2 separate regions of the Pan troglodytes genome follow, and region 1 is linked to region 2. Evidence: chromatin contacts called from public HiChIP or PLAC-seq data. All regions are on one chromosome and are shown on one strand. Each heading gives the region's core, a stretch centred on a gene start, on an enhancer-like site or on the middle of the called end of the contact. The rest is flanking DNA. Distances are from core to core; before and after follow the strand shown.

The links. HiChIP or PLAC-seq counts read pairs in DNA pulled down with a chosen protein or histone mark.
Region 1: an H3K4me3 HiChIP or PLAC-seq map of stem cell-derived excitatory neurons shows a contact between it and region 2, with 2.4 times the contacts expected there. The contact joins the promoter of NUSAP1 here to the promoter of VPS18 in region 2. A contact is called at or near these places in 1 of 7 Hi-C or Micro-C datasets (stem cell-derived neural progenitor cells) and 1 of 1 datasets of contacts at active chromatin or transcription factors (stem cell-derived excitatory neurons).

The regions. Positions count from the first base shown.
Region 1 is chr16:33,292,481-33,298,688 of NHGRI_mPanTro3-v2.0_pri, reverse strand. It overlaps NUSAP1 (nucleolar and spindle associated protein 1), which reads right to left and starts at 1,353. Exons shown (of 10, transcript XM_063794766.1): 1 at 994-1,353. The coding sequence starts at 1,086. OIP5 (Opa interacting protein 5) reads left to right here and starts at 1,411. Exons shown (of 5, transcript XM_510321.9): 1 at 1,411-1,804; 2 at 2,063-2,129. The coding sequence starts at 1,411.
Region 2 is chr16:32,862,224-32,868,587 of NHGRI_mPanTro3-v2.0_pri, reverse strand. It overlaps VPS18 (VPS18 core subunit of CORVET and HOPS complexes), which reads right to left and starts at 4,819. Exons shown (of 5, transcript XM_523187.7): 1 at 2,750-4,819; 2 at 1,530-1,671. The coding sequence starts at 2,840.

The DNA.
Region 1 (6,208 bases), core at 104-2,603, 430 kb before region 2:
CCTCCAGAGTATATAGCAGTATTATGTGGGAAGTCTCAACTATTAACAAAATATATAAAACCGCTATCCTACATTAAATCCCCAAATCTTCTCCTAACATCTTGGGTTTTTTGTTTGTTTTTGTTTTGTTTGAGACTGAGTCTCGCTCTGTCACCGAAGTTGGAGTGCAGTGGTGCGATCTTGGCTCACTGCCACCTCGGCTTCCCAGGTTCAAGCGATTCTTCTGCCTCAGCCTCCCAAGTAGCTGGGATCACAGGCAAAAAGCTTGGATTACAGGCGTGTGCCACCACGCCCGGCTAATTTTTTAATGGCCAGGCTGGTCTCGAACTCCTGACCTCAGGTGATCCGCCTGCCTCGACCTCCCAAAGTGCTGGGATTACAGGCGTGAGCCACAGCCCTGGGCCAACTCTCCAAACATCTTGTAGCCTCGGAGTCAAAGACCTTACTGGTTTTGATAGAGACCATCAACACAACAGTCATCAATAAAAATTTACCCAAGGAGGTGCTCCCCTAAAAGTCGATTTTTTTTTTCTGACAGGTCCATCAATAAAGTATCAAGAGATTATCGGCAATATTACAAATCACTGGAGTCTGTTTGGGGTTTTCCAGAAGCTGAGCCAATTATTTACTTAATTGTCTAACGATTAACGACACCCCTTGTGCTTTCTGGGCCTGAGTTTCGTAATCGACGCCCTGAGAGGTATACAGTAATTTCAAAACAAAACAAAACAAAAAACAATAAACCATCCCTCGGAATAGAGCTTATCATGTGAGCACCCAGACAAGCCAGCTTCAAAATGAGGTGAAAACTACAGTTCCTCTTCCGTTTATCAGAGTTCTAACTGGGACTACCGTGAACCACATCTACTGCCCGAGGGGCAGGGAGAGCTGCCTCAGTCCCCGGGCTTCCCTCTCGGTCCCTTCGCACCGCATCTCCCCGAGGCCGCTATTCCCGCCGCGCCCGCTCAGGGACCCGCACCGCCAGCGCCGTACCCTCAGGTTGGCCCGGAGACCCAGACTCTTGGCTAAGTTCTGCAGGTCACTGTACTTGAGGGAGTCCAGCTCCTCTAGAGAGGGGATGATCATCGCGATTCGAAATCCCGGCGATACTCGGAAGATGGATCACCAAACTTCGTCAGCGCGGTTCAAATCCCTGGCGCCACTCTTAACTTTGACTAGGCAGAAATTTATAGACAGTTTAAATGAAGAATGCCGCGCTTCCATTGGTTGAAAATGCCTCAAAGGCGGGGTTTCTAACCCTGACCAATAGAAAGGCTGATTTCCCGTCCCAACAGAGGCGCGCTTTTTTCACACTTCACGAATACGCAGGCGCCAAAGGGCCTGTAACGCCAGTTCAGGTAACGAGTGCGCGGATTCGGACTCCAGTGCTTGGATTGCCCATGATGTCCAATGAGGACGCAGGAGCTGTGCTTGGGGCGGGGCCTGGCGTGTATTCGAAAGGAAGGCGCCGGCTGCGGGAAGATGGCGGCTCAGCCGCTGCGGCGTCGCTTACGTTGTGCAACGCCGCCCCGGGGGGACTTTTGTGGTGGCACTGAGAGGGCGATTGACCAAGCTTCTTTTACGACCTCCATGGAGTGGGATACGCAGGTGGTGAATGGGTCCTCGCCGCTCGGCCCCGCAGGGCTGGGGGCTGAGGAGCCAGCCGCCGGCCCGCAGCTGCCGTCTTGGCTGCAGCCTGAGAGGTGCGCTGTGTTCCAGTGCGCACAGTGTCACGCAGTGCTCGCCGACTCGGTGCACCTCGCCTGGGACCTGTCGCGGTCCCTCGGGGCCGTGGTCTTCTCCAGTGAGTGCAGTGAAACGTTGGGGAAAGGCAGAGGCTAGCCCGAGAGGGTGTTCCCGCTTTCTCCACCGGGTGGCGGAGAACCACCTGGGGAAGAAAACGGGATGAAAAGTTGGAAGCAAATAACTCCTTGGCCTGGGGATGGGGCAGGGAATCGGGGAGTCTCCTGATATTTACGGCCAGGATGAGTCTGTCTAGAGGAGAGATTTTCCATTTCAAGGCCCGCAGAGTATGGGTTCTGACCCGTGTTTATCTTCCTAGGAGTCACAAATAACGTCGTTTTGGAAGCGCCCTTCCTAGTTGGCATTGAAGGTTCACTCAAAGGCAGGTACGTATTGATAATTACATTGGTCTCTAGTCCCTGACTTTATGAGACTGAGGAGCGTGGAACTGACATGTACGAGGAGAAAACAGTTTGGGATGCTGCTTTTACCTGTTTGACTCTTATATGAACTTGATGTATTAATGAAATGAAAAAGTTGTATTTGTGTATTCGTTTTAGGATCTTCCTGAGGGCCACTTCTCCCAGGTGGCTTGTACAAGTGAAGCGAGGCTAAGAAAGATGTATCTAGTAGTGGACAAAAGAAAAAAATAACCTTTTGGTTTACAGTGAGAATAACATATTATAAACTACAATCCTTTTAGATATTAGAACTTTTTGATACAGGGTCTTGCTCTCGCCCAGGCTGGAGTGCAGTGGTGCGATCATAGCTCACTACAGCCCCTACCTTCCTGGCTCAAGCTATCCTCCCAACCTCACCCTCCGGAGTAGCTGGGACTACAGGCACACACCACCACTCCCGGCTAATTTTTAAATTTTTTGTAGAGGCCTTAGTATGTTGCCCACGCTTGATATTAGAACTTTTAAGTTTGAGATTATGGTTAGTTTGTAATAAGCTATGCCAGGGCTAATTCTTCAGTAACCCCAGAAACTGGAGAAAAACACAACTAGAATGTTATGTACTTGAATACTGCCTGGTAAACTTTGCGACCTGCCTGTACTATGATTTACAAGTGACAATAAAGTAGTCAGTGAATTTGGTATTGCAAGGCTCCTCAATTTTGAGTTTTGGCTTTAACATTGAGACAATTCATTTCATTCTGACCAGTTTGATTCAGCGTTAGGGTTAAAGTATAGGAATTCTTAGTTGCTTTGTCCAGTAACCAGGAAGATTTCTGCAGCTTGGACAAACTTCAAAAACGGAGTTAGCCCCACAGCTCCCTTTCTTTTTCCTGAATAAAAGACACTCCCTATCGCTATAGGAGTCCCCTTCCCACCCAAAGGGGACAAAGCAAGAAGGAGCAATTGCCTGCTTGGAATTGGGTGTATTCTGGGGCCAGAGGCAGAAGGTTCCTGAATGTGCTCTTGGAGAGGAGGCTAATGAATCTAGACCCGTGCTGTCCTATACTGTAATCACTAGTCATATGTAGCTATTATATATTATTAAATCTGCATTAAGATATGCTGTGAACACAGAATACACACTGGATTTCGAAGACTTAGTACAGAAAAATTAATCATTTACAAATACTGATTACGGGCCGGGCGTGGTGGCTCACGCCTGTAATCACAGCACTTTGGGAGGCCGAGGCGGGCGGATCACAAGGTCAGGAAATCGAGACCGTCCTGACTAACATCCTGACTAACACGGTGAAACCCCGTCTCTACTAAAAATACAAAAAATTATTCAGGCATGGTGGCGGGCGCCTGTAGTCCCAGCTACTCAGGAGACTGAGGCAGGAGAATGGCGTGAACCCGGGAGGCGGAGCTTGCAGTGACCGAGATTGCGCCACTGCATTCCAGCCTGGGCGACAGAGCGAGACTCCGTATCAAAAAAAAAAAAAAAAACTGATTACGGCTGGGAGCGGTGGCTCACGCCTGTAATCCCAGCACTTTTGGGAGGCCATGGCAGGCAGATCACCTGAGGTCGGGAGTTCGAGACCAGCCTGACCAAAATGGAGAAACTCTGTCTCTACTAAAAATACAAAATTAGCCGGGCATGGTGGCACATGCCTGTAATCCCAGCTAGGCTGTAATCCCAGGAGGCTGAGGAAGGAGAATCGCTTGAACCCGGGAGGTGGAGGTTGTGGTGAGCCGAGTTCATGCCATTGCACTCCAGCCTGGGCAACGAGAGCGAAACTCTGTCTTAAAAAAAAAAATTGATTACATGGTGAAATGACATTTTTGATATATTGGGTTAAATAAAATATTTTAAAACTAATTTCACCTGTTTTTATTTTATTTTTTAAAGCAAAATTAGGCCAGGCGCCGTGGCTGATGCATGTAATCCCAGCACTTTGGGAGGCCAAGGCGGATGGATCACGAGGTCAGGAGTTCAAGACCAGCCTAGCCAAGATAGTGAAACTCTGTTTCTACTAGAAATACAAAAATTAGCTGGGCGTGGTGGCGGGCGCCTGTAATCCCAGCTACTCGGGAGACTGAGGCAGAGAATTGCTTGAATCCGGTAGGCGGGGGTTGCAGTGAGCCAAGATCATCCCACTGTACTCCAGCCTGGGCAACAGAGCGAGACTCTTTCTCAAAAAAAAAAGCAAAATGAATAGAAAATTTAAAATTACATATGTGACTCACATTATATTCCTATTAGACAATGCTGGTTTAGATGCTTTGTAAAAAACTGGAGGAAGGCCAGGTGCAGTGGCTTACACCTATAATCCCAGCACTTTGGGAGGCCAAGGCAGGCACATCACAAGGTCGGGAGTTCGGGACCAGCCTGGCCAGTATGGTGAAACCACGTCTCTACTAAAAGTACAAAAATTAGGGGGGCGAGGTGGCAAGCGCCTATAGTCCCAGCTACTTGGGAGGCTGAGGCAGGAGAATGGCTTGAACCTGGGAAGCAGAGGTTGCAGTGAGCCAAGATCGCACCACTACACTCCAGCCTGGATGACAGATCGAGACTCCGTCTGAAAAAAAAAAAAAAAAAAAAAAAAAAACTAGAGGGAAAGCCCCATGTGTTTCTGTATTTGTGGAGTAAGATGAGCTATATGGGACTTGCGAAGAGGGTTATGAAATGGCACAGCTCAAGACAACTTGATTTTTTTCTAAGTGTAGGTTCATTACCTAGATGGGGTCAGAGAATGAATTAAGAGGATGATTACTGATGCAGCTAAAAGCATAAATTTTAGAGACAGCAGACTCGGGTTCTTTTTATTCTTTTTTTTTTTTTTTTTTTTTTTGACATGGAGTCTTGCTCTGTCCCAGGCTGGAGCACAGTGGCGGGATCTTGGCTTGCTGCAACCTCCGCCTCCTGGGTTCAAGCTATTCTCCTACCTCAGCCTCCCGAGTAGCTGGGATTACAGGCGCACGCCACCATGCCTGGCTAATTTTTGTATTTTTATATTTTTAGTAGAGACGGGGTTTCACCATGTTGGCCATGCTGGTCTCGAACTTCTGACCTTGTGATCCACCTGCCTCAGCCTCCCAAAGTGCTGGGATTACAGGTGTGAGCCACCGCGCCAGGCCTTAACTTTACTCTTAATGAGGCATGTGAAATAAATTGATCCCTCTCAATCTGTCATATTTGAATACTCCTAAAATATACTCCCTCCGACATTTAAACATTCTACAATTGGCATGAACCTCTTAGATTCAAAGTCATAAAGTAGACAGATACAAGGTTACTTCCATCTACATTTTATTGTTCTCTTACTGGTAGAGGATTTATTGTAACTAATTTTAAAAAGGATTATTATAGTATGTTGACACTTAGAAATAGCTTTGTTACCCTGAGCTTTTGTTGTGCTCAACAGCATATTTAAATGGAATTTTGTTTGTATTATAAGTGAAGTACATTTTTTTCTAATTGTTATGGCAAATTCAAACCCGAGAGAAGAATATAATGAACCTCTGTCTACCTGTCACTAAACTAGAGCACTTTTCAACTCTTGGCCAATCTTGTTTCATCTAAAATCATAGTTGGCTTATCATGCTGGCTCACGCCTGTAATCCCAACACTTTTGGAGGCCAAGGTGGGAGGATCACTTGAACCCAGGAGTTCAAGACCATCATGAGCAACATAGCAAGACTTCATCTCTAAAACAAAATATCTATCCTCCACAATGTTTTGAAGCAGGTACCTGAAATTACATCATTCCATCCATAAATATTTTGGTGAGGATCTTTATAAGAAACTTTTTTCTATTTATTTATTTTTTGAGATGGAGTCTGGCTCTTTTACCCAGGATGGAGAACAACCTCCGCCTCCCAGGCTCAAGCCATCCTTTCACCTCAGCCTCCCAAGTAGCTAGGACTATAAGGCATGCACCACCATGCCCAGCTAATTTGTTGTAGAGATAGGGTTTCAACATGTTGCCCAGGCTGGTTTTGAACTCCTGAACTCAAGTGATCTGCCCACCTTTGCCTCCCAAAGTGCTGGCATTACAAGCATG
Region 2 (6,364 bases), core at 3,570-6,069:
GTTCTAACTAAAGAATCGATGCAAAGATGTATAAAGAATGACTTAATTTTCTTCTCAAACTCCTGTTATTCCCAACTGAGAAAATTCATGTTAACATCTTTTTTCATACTCATAACATAAATAGGGTGGTTTTGTTGCTGTCATTATAAAAATGCCTTCATATTACACATATGTGTATGTGTCTTAATTTGTAAATTTTCTAAATGAATGATATTTCATGAACATTCCACTAGTCAATCGATATAGCTCTAACTTTTTTTGTTTTTACCCCCAAACCCAGCTTTCCAGGATAACTTTTTTTTTTTTTTTTTCAGACAAAGTCTTGCTCTTGTCATCCAGGCTGGAGTGCAGTGAGCATGATCTCGGCTCACTGCAACCTCTGCCTCCCAGGTTCAAGCCATTCTCCTGCCTCAGCCTCCCAAATAGCTGGGATTACAGGCACCTGCCACCACACCCTGCTAATTTTATATTTTTAGTAGAGACGGGGTTTCTCCATGTTGGCCAGGCTGGTCTTGAACTCCCGACCTCAGGTGATCTGCCTGCCTCAGCCTCCCAAAGTGCTGGGATTACAGGCGTGAGCCACCTCGCCCAGCCAGGATAATTCATTTTTTTAAACAACTGCATTATATTCTATTTTGTGGCTGAATTACAGTTTAATCACCATTTTCCTATTGATGAGCATTCAGCATGGATCCAGTTTTTCCCACCACAAGAATGCTGCAATCAATACTCTAATACTCTTAAGTCTACACTCCTAAACAGTTTTTTTTTCCTTTTCCTTTTTTTTTTTTTTTTTTTTTGAGACGGAGTCTCACTGTTGTCGCCTGGGCTGGAGTTCAATGGTGCAATCTCAGCTCACTGCAACTTCCGGCTCCCAGGTTCCAGCAATTCTCCTGCCTCAGCCTCCCCAGTAGCTGAGATTACAGGCGCCTGCCACCACGCCCGGCTAACTTTTGTATTTTTAGTAGAAACAGCGTTTCACCATGTTGGCCAGGCTGGTGTCGAACTCCTGACCTCAGGTGATCCACCCTCCTCAGCCTCCCAAAGTGCTGGGATAACAGGTGTGAGCCACTGCACCTGACTTTTTTTTTTTAAAGAGACAGGAGTACAGTGGTGCAAACACAGCTCACTGCAGCCTTGAACTCCTGGGCTCAAGTGATCCTCTTGCCTCGGCCTCCCCAGTAGTTGGGACTGCACCATCACATCTAGCTAATTTTTAAAAATTTGTTTTGGTAGAGATGGGGGTCTCACTATGTTGCCCAGGCTGGTCTCAAACTGCTGATCTCATGTGATCCTCTTGTCTTGGCCTCCCGAAGTGCTGAGATGATAGGTGTGAGCCACCATGCCCTGCCAGGCCAGATACTTAACCACTACCCTGTATTGGTTCTCTTTGGAAAGGGATAGGATATTTCCTGAAAACTCCAAATTCACTGCTTTACTTGCCTGGAATAGAAGAAAGGCCCAGTGAGTTAACAGTCCCCAAACACCTCTCTAGTCCCTACTCCTAAGCTCTGTGAGCCCTTGATTACCGGAGCAGTGTATCCTTGCCCAGGGTCATGCACAGCTGATTGCTGGAGACGACAAGACTGGTAATGCGCTCGGAAGGGGTGAAGTCAATGCGCTGCTTTGTGAAGATGGGCACTTCCTTCTCCAGCTGGGCATTCACATACCCTACAGGTAAGGAATGACAAGAAGATTAGCTGTGGAAGAGACAGGTGAAGGGCAAGGAGAGGCAGAAAAAACACCACAGTGCTCCTCGCCACTTTCCTGACATATTCCTGTCCCCAGGACCTTGGTTAACAAATAGTTTGATATCAAGTCGTTTGCTGGTCACCTTTACAATAGAGGTCTGGAGCTCTTTCCACACTCTGACAGCAGTGAGGGGTTGATTCTTTGAACCCTTAAGATGCTGTCACAGCATGACATACCTGCTCCCACTGGTAATGGGGCTGCGTGGGGGTGGGACGGAACTGGTGGTCTGGGTATTCTCCCTTATCAGGTCTTTGGCCCAGCAATCCCAGCTGAACTGAAGTAGTATAGCCCCATTCTCTGCCCCCCTCCCTGCCCATGCGGTAATGAGCCTCAGTGTAGAGTTGGCAAGTGCTGGGATATTTTGAGCATTGAATGAAGGTAAAGACTAGAGTGAAAGCAGCTCCAATTCGTTAACTCCACTCACTGGAACAGTTCCCCAGGGCTCCCTACGCCCTCATTCTCCTGGAGACTCACTACTTTCTACAAAAACGTCCCAAAACTCCAGGCTGCACCCAGCTATAGCCAAGGCCAAAAAGATTTCATCTCCATTTTCCCCGTTCAGCGACAAAATTCCCTCTGGGACCCTCCCTTCTTCCTCTGCAATACTCCGCCTTCACCACTTTCTTTGTCCATTCCTTCCCTCCCACCTCCAGAAAGGGCCTGGTGGGAAAAGCATCAGCAGAAGCCGGGAGCCCATTCTAAGTTCTCCCAACAGCCCAACTGCGCCCTGTAGGTGAGTAATTCCTTATCTGGGCCCCAATTCCCTCTCAAAAGGACCCTAGCGGTAGAGCCTAGATCACGCGGCAGCTCCCGTTGCTCTTTCAAACTTCGACTATCCACCAGCTGGGGGCCAAGAGAGCCTGAGGAGAATCAGGGGCCTAGACCCGGAAGGCACGGCCCAGGGGATGACCCCGAGCTCTTGGAGCTGCCCTCCTCGCTGCTCCCACGCAAATGCTAGGAGAGCCGAAAGGGGCAGCGGCACCCTCCTCTTCCTTACCCGAGTGGGGGATGCCCACGCTAGGGCAGCCGGGCTGCAAGACGGCCGAGCGGGACAGCGAGTTCTCGTACTCATCCAGGATGGACGCCATGGTGCCCGGCCTCTGGGCTCTTTGTCCGGGGCCTGGGGATTACAAAAGGGCTACCCCCCCGGGGTCCCCGTCGCCCCAGAATGGAAGCTGTAACTCCCCAGCCTCTGACAGATCCTGGGAACCTGCAGCCGTCGCCTCCTCTTTAAAATCCTGAGGATCCTCTTGCTCTTGCCTTATGCAGCGAGATAATAGGGCAGCCCTCGTCCTTGAATCTGGCGCAGTCTTGCACCCTACTCCCCGCCCCCGCTACAAAAAAATCACAGGCTCCCTTCAGCCGGTGCCAGGTGATCCCAACCTCGCCCCGGCAGCTCAGCTGACTCCCGCCCCCGTGACGCGGGCCTAAAACGTAACTTCCGGGTTCTCAGAGCCCCGCGTACGCTGGCGCACAACGTCGCCAGGCCAGCCAGCAGAAGGCGAGACGAGGGCTGAGGGCTGGGCGCGTGGCGAGTGCTGCTGAACACAAGCCCCGCCCCCAGGATCCTGCTGCAGTTCCGAGCTTTGACACCAGGAGGCAATCCCGGCTTTCTCAGCCGGCCTTCCCCACCCGCCCCGCGCCGCCCAGTTTTGGCTTTCGTGCCCAAGCTCCGCTCCCTCGGGTGGTCTGTCCAGCCTCCCTGACCAGCTCCCGCTCCCGCCTCTCTAAACGGCCTCGGGGAACCTCCCGTTCCTCAATCCAATCGCTGTCTCTATCCCACCGTCACAGGGCACACGCAGACAAGTCCTGGCCACTCTTCTCCCTTACCCAAACGCCCCCCAGCTTCCAGGAGACCGCAGAGCTGGTGGCCAGGCTAGTGGGAAGCCCTGTGCCAGGAACCGCCCTGACCTGCCCCACAGTGGCTCCTTGGCTCAGGGTTGCTGGGCCGCTTCCATTCACTCATTCACCAAAATGTGGTTGAGCACTTACTCTGTGCCAGGCCTTGGGCTGAGCGCTGGGGTCACAGAGATGAGGACAGCCCCTCCCCGCCCTGGAAAAGGTCGTAAGCCAGCAGGGGCGCTGGACCCGTAAACAGACCATTCATACTAGAAAAGCAAGTGATGGATTATCCATCAGGCACTTACTCCACGAATGAGCGTCCACTCTGTGCCAAGCACTGTTCCAGGCTCTGGGGACGTGGCAGAGAACAAGACGGAAAATGTCTCTTGCCTGGTGGGGCGTACCCAGCGACGTGGCCACGGCACTGAGAGCGTGAAGGAGCGGGGAACAAATACCTGCCAAGCCTAGCAAGAACGAGGGACAAGTGGGAGCAAGCGTGAAGGCGTGGGCCGCCCAGCCTGAGGTGGAGAGGGGAGTCCTCAGCCAGGGACCTGCGAGGGCTGGGGCGCGACTGTGGTTGGGTTTTCCTCTCTCACCTGCTTAGGCGACCCAGATGGAGTCTGTTCCCTTCTGGGGCCCTTGGATTCTACCTTGCTAAAGTGGAAGGCTCTAGACTAGGGTGGCCACCGTCCTGGCTCTGCTGGGCGGCCCCCGCCTAACAACTAAGAGCATCCCTTTGCTCTCAGAAGTTTCCAGGTTTGCACCATACCTTATGTGGTTGGGTTACTCTTGCTCAACTTCCTGGCCACGTGCGGAGAACTGTGACTCTCACCAGCCCCACTGAGGGCTATCTGGGCTCTCTGGCTTGGAGGGGCACTAGTCCTGGGGCAGGTGACAGGTATGCCGTCCAGGCTCATTTCCCTTCGCACCAGGGTCCTGCTTCTCTTGACCAAGCCTGCAGCCTCAATGCAGCCTTCCCACCTGAGGTTGCCAGGTCCGAGGAGGGAAGTGCAGGAGCAGGACAATAGGCAGGAGGCTTCCTCTAAGAAAAGTGATCCCAGACAGGGAGCTGCCCTGCTCCATACATAACACTTCACCCCCAGGTCACCTGCCATCTGCCCTCAGGTCTGGACTGTGCAGAGGGTTGTCCCTGCTGCACGGAGCCCATTAGCAGTTGGAGGTCAGCATAGGAGTGCTGCCTTAGGGACACAGAGTACTTCCAGCTATGGCCTCAGGGACCCCAGCACCCCATTGTTGGGCTCCATGGCTCTCCGGGATGTATGGGATAGGCCTGGGTGGACCCTGTTTGTGGCAGACTCAGTACAGTCTCCCTTATGCGTTGATTACCACAGTGCATTTCCACCTACTGTTTCTTCAGTTCTTAGGCTGGACTTTGGATTCTTTGAGAGCCACAGAATCAGTGTGGCAGTTGCAATGAGACAGGTAAGGGATGACTGCTAGGGCATCAAAAGAGAGGATTCCTGTATGAAAGCAGCTGAATTTGACCCAAGACTTGAAGTGCATGTATGATCTCCAAGGGCAAGCTGTATCTCTTATCCCTGCCCAGCCACTTGCTAGCTGTGACACTGCACAGTTGATGCTCTTAGCTTCAGTTTCCTCATCTACAGAGACAAATACCTACCTAGTAGGTCTGTGCTGAGAAGTAAATGAGGGATCCACGTGAAAGCTCACTGCTATAGTATAATGCCCAACATGGAGCATGTGCTTAATAAACTCTAAATGTGACTTTCATCTGACAGTCTCTCTCAAGTCCTCCTCCTTCCTGAAGCCTCTCTGGATCCCTCAGAACTCTTTTTAGAGATGGGATCTTGCTCTGTCACCCAGGCTGGAGTGCAGTGATGTGATCATAGCTCATCTAAACACCTGGGCTCAAACCATTCTCCTGTCTCAGCCTTCCCAGTAGCTGGGATTACAGGTGCGAGCCACTGCACCCAGCTGGCTTTTCTTATTCTGGCCATTTGGGGGCCCCTAATGATGCAGTGTGGACATTTTGCTTTGATAGAAACTGCAGGAAATAACCCAGTGATTTCTGAGCATGAAGATACAGAGGTGCCTTAGGGAACTCACAGCTAGAGACATACGCACCAGCCTCTAGTCCTCAGAGTCATTGTAGCAGTTACCATGAGACAGGTAACAGGTGACTGCTAAGCCAATGAGAGAGAGGATCTGTGTAAGAAAGCAGTTGAATTTGACCTAAGACTTGAAGAGCATGTAGGACCTCTAAGGGCAAAAAGAGAAGGTATTATGCAGTCCTCAAGAAAACCAAGAGCAGGGCTGAGCACGGTGGCTCACACCTGTAATTCCAGCACTTTGGGAGGCTAAGGTGGGAGGATCACTTGAGTCCAGTAGTTTGAGACCAGCCTAGCCAACATGGCAAAACCCCATCTCTATTAAAAATACAAAAACTAGCCAGGTGTGGTGGTGCATGCCTGTGGTCCCAGCTACTCGGGAGGCTAAGGCAGGAGAATCGCTTCAACCTGGGAGGCAGAGGTTGCAGTGAACCAAGGTTGTGCCACTACACTACAGCCTGGGTGACAGAGTGAGACTCTGCCTCAAAAAAAGAAAAACAGAAAGCAAAGAAGGAAGGAAAAAGGAAAGGAAAGGAAAAGAAAACAGCAATGGCCTGCAAGCAGTGTGATTTTGGGGTACAACGCTGGAGTGCTAGGGAGTGGAGGGAATGAGGCGGGCTGTGGCCAGGTTGCAAAGTTATTCAATGGGCCATGGGAAGGTTTTGGTTGGGGTTGAGAGA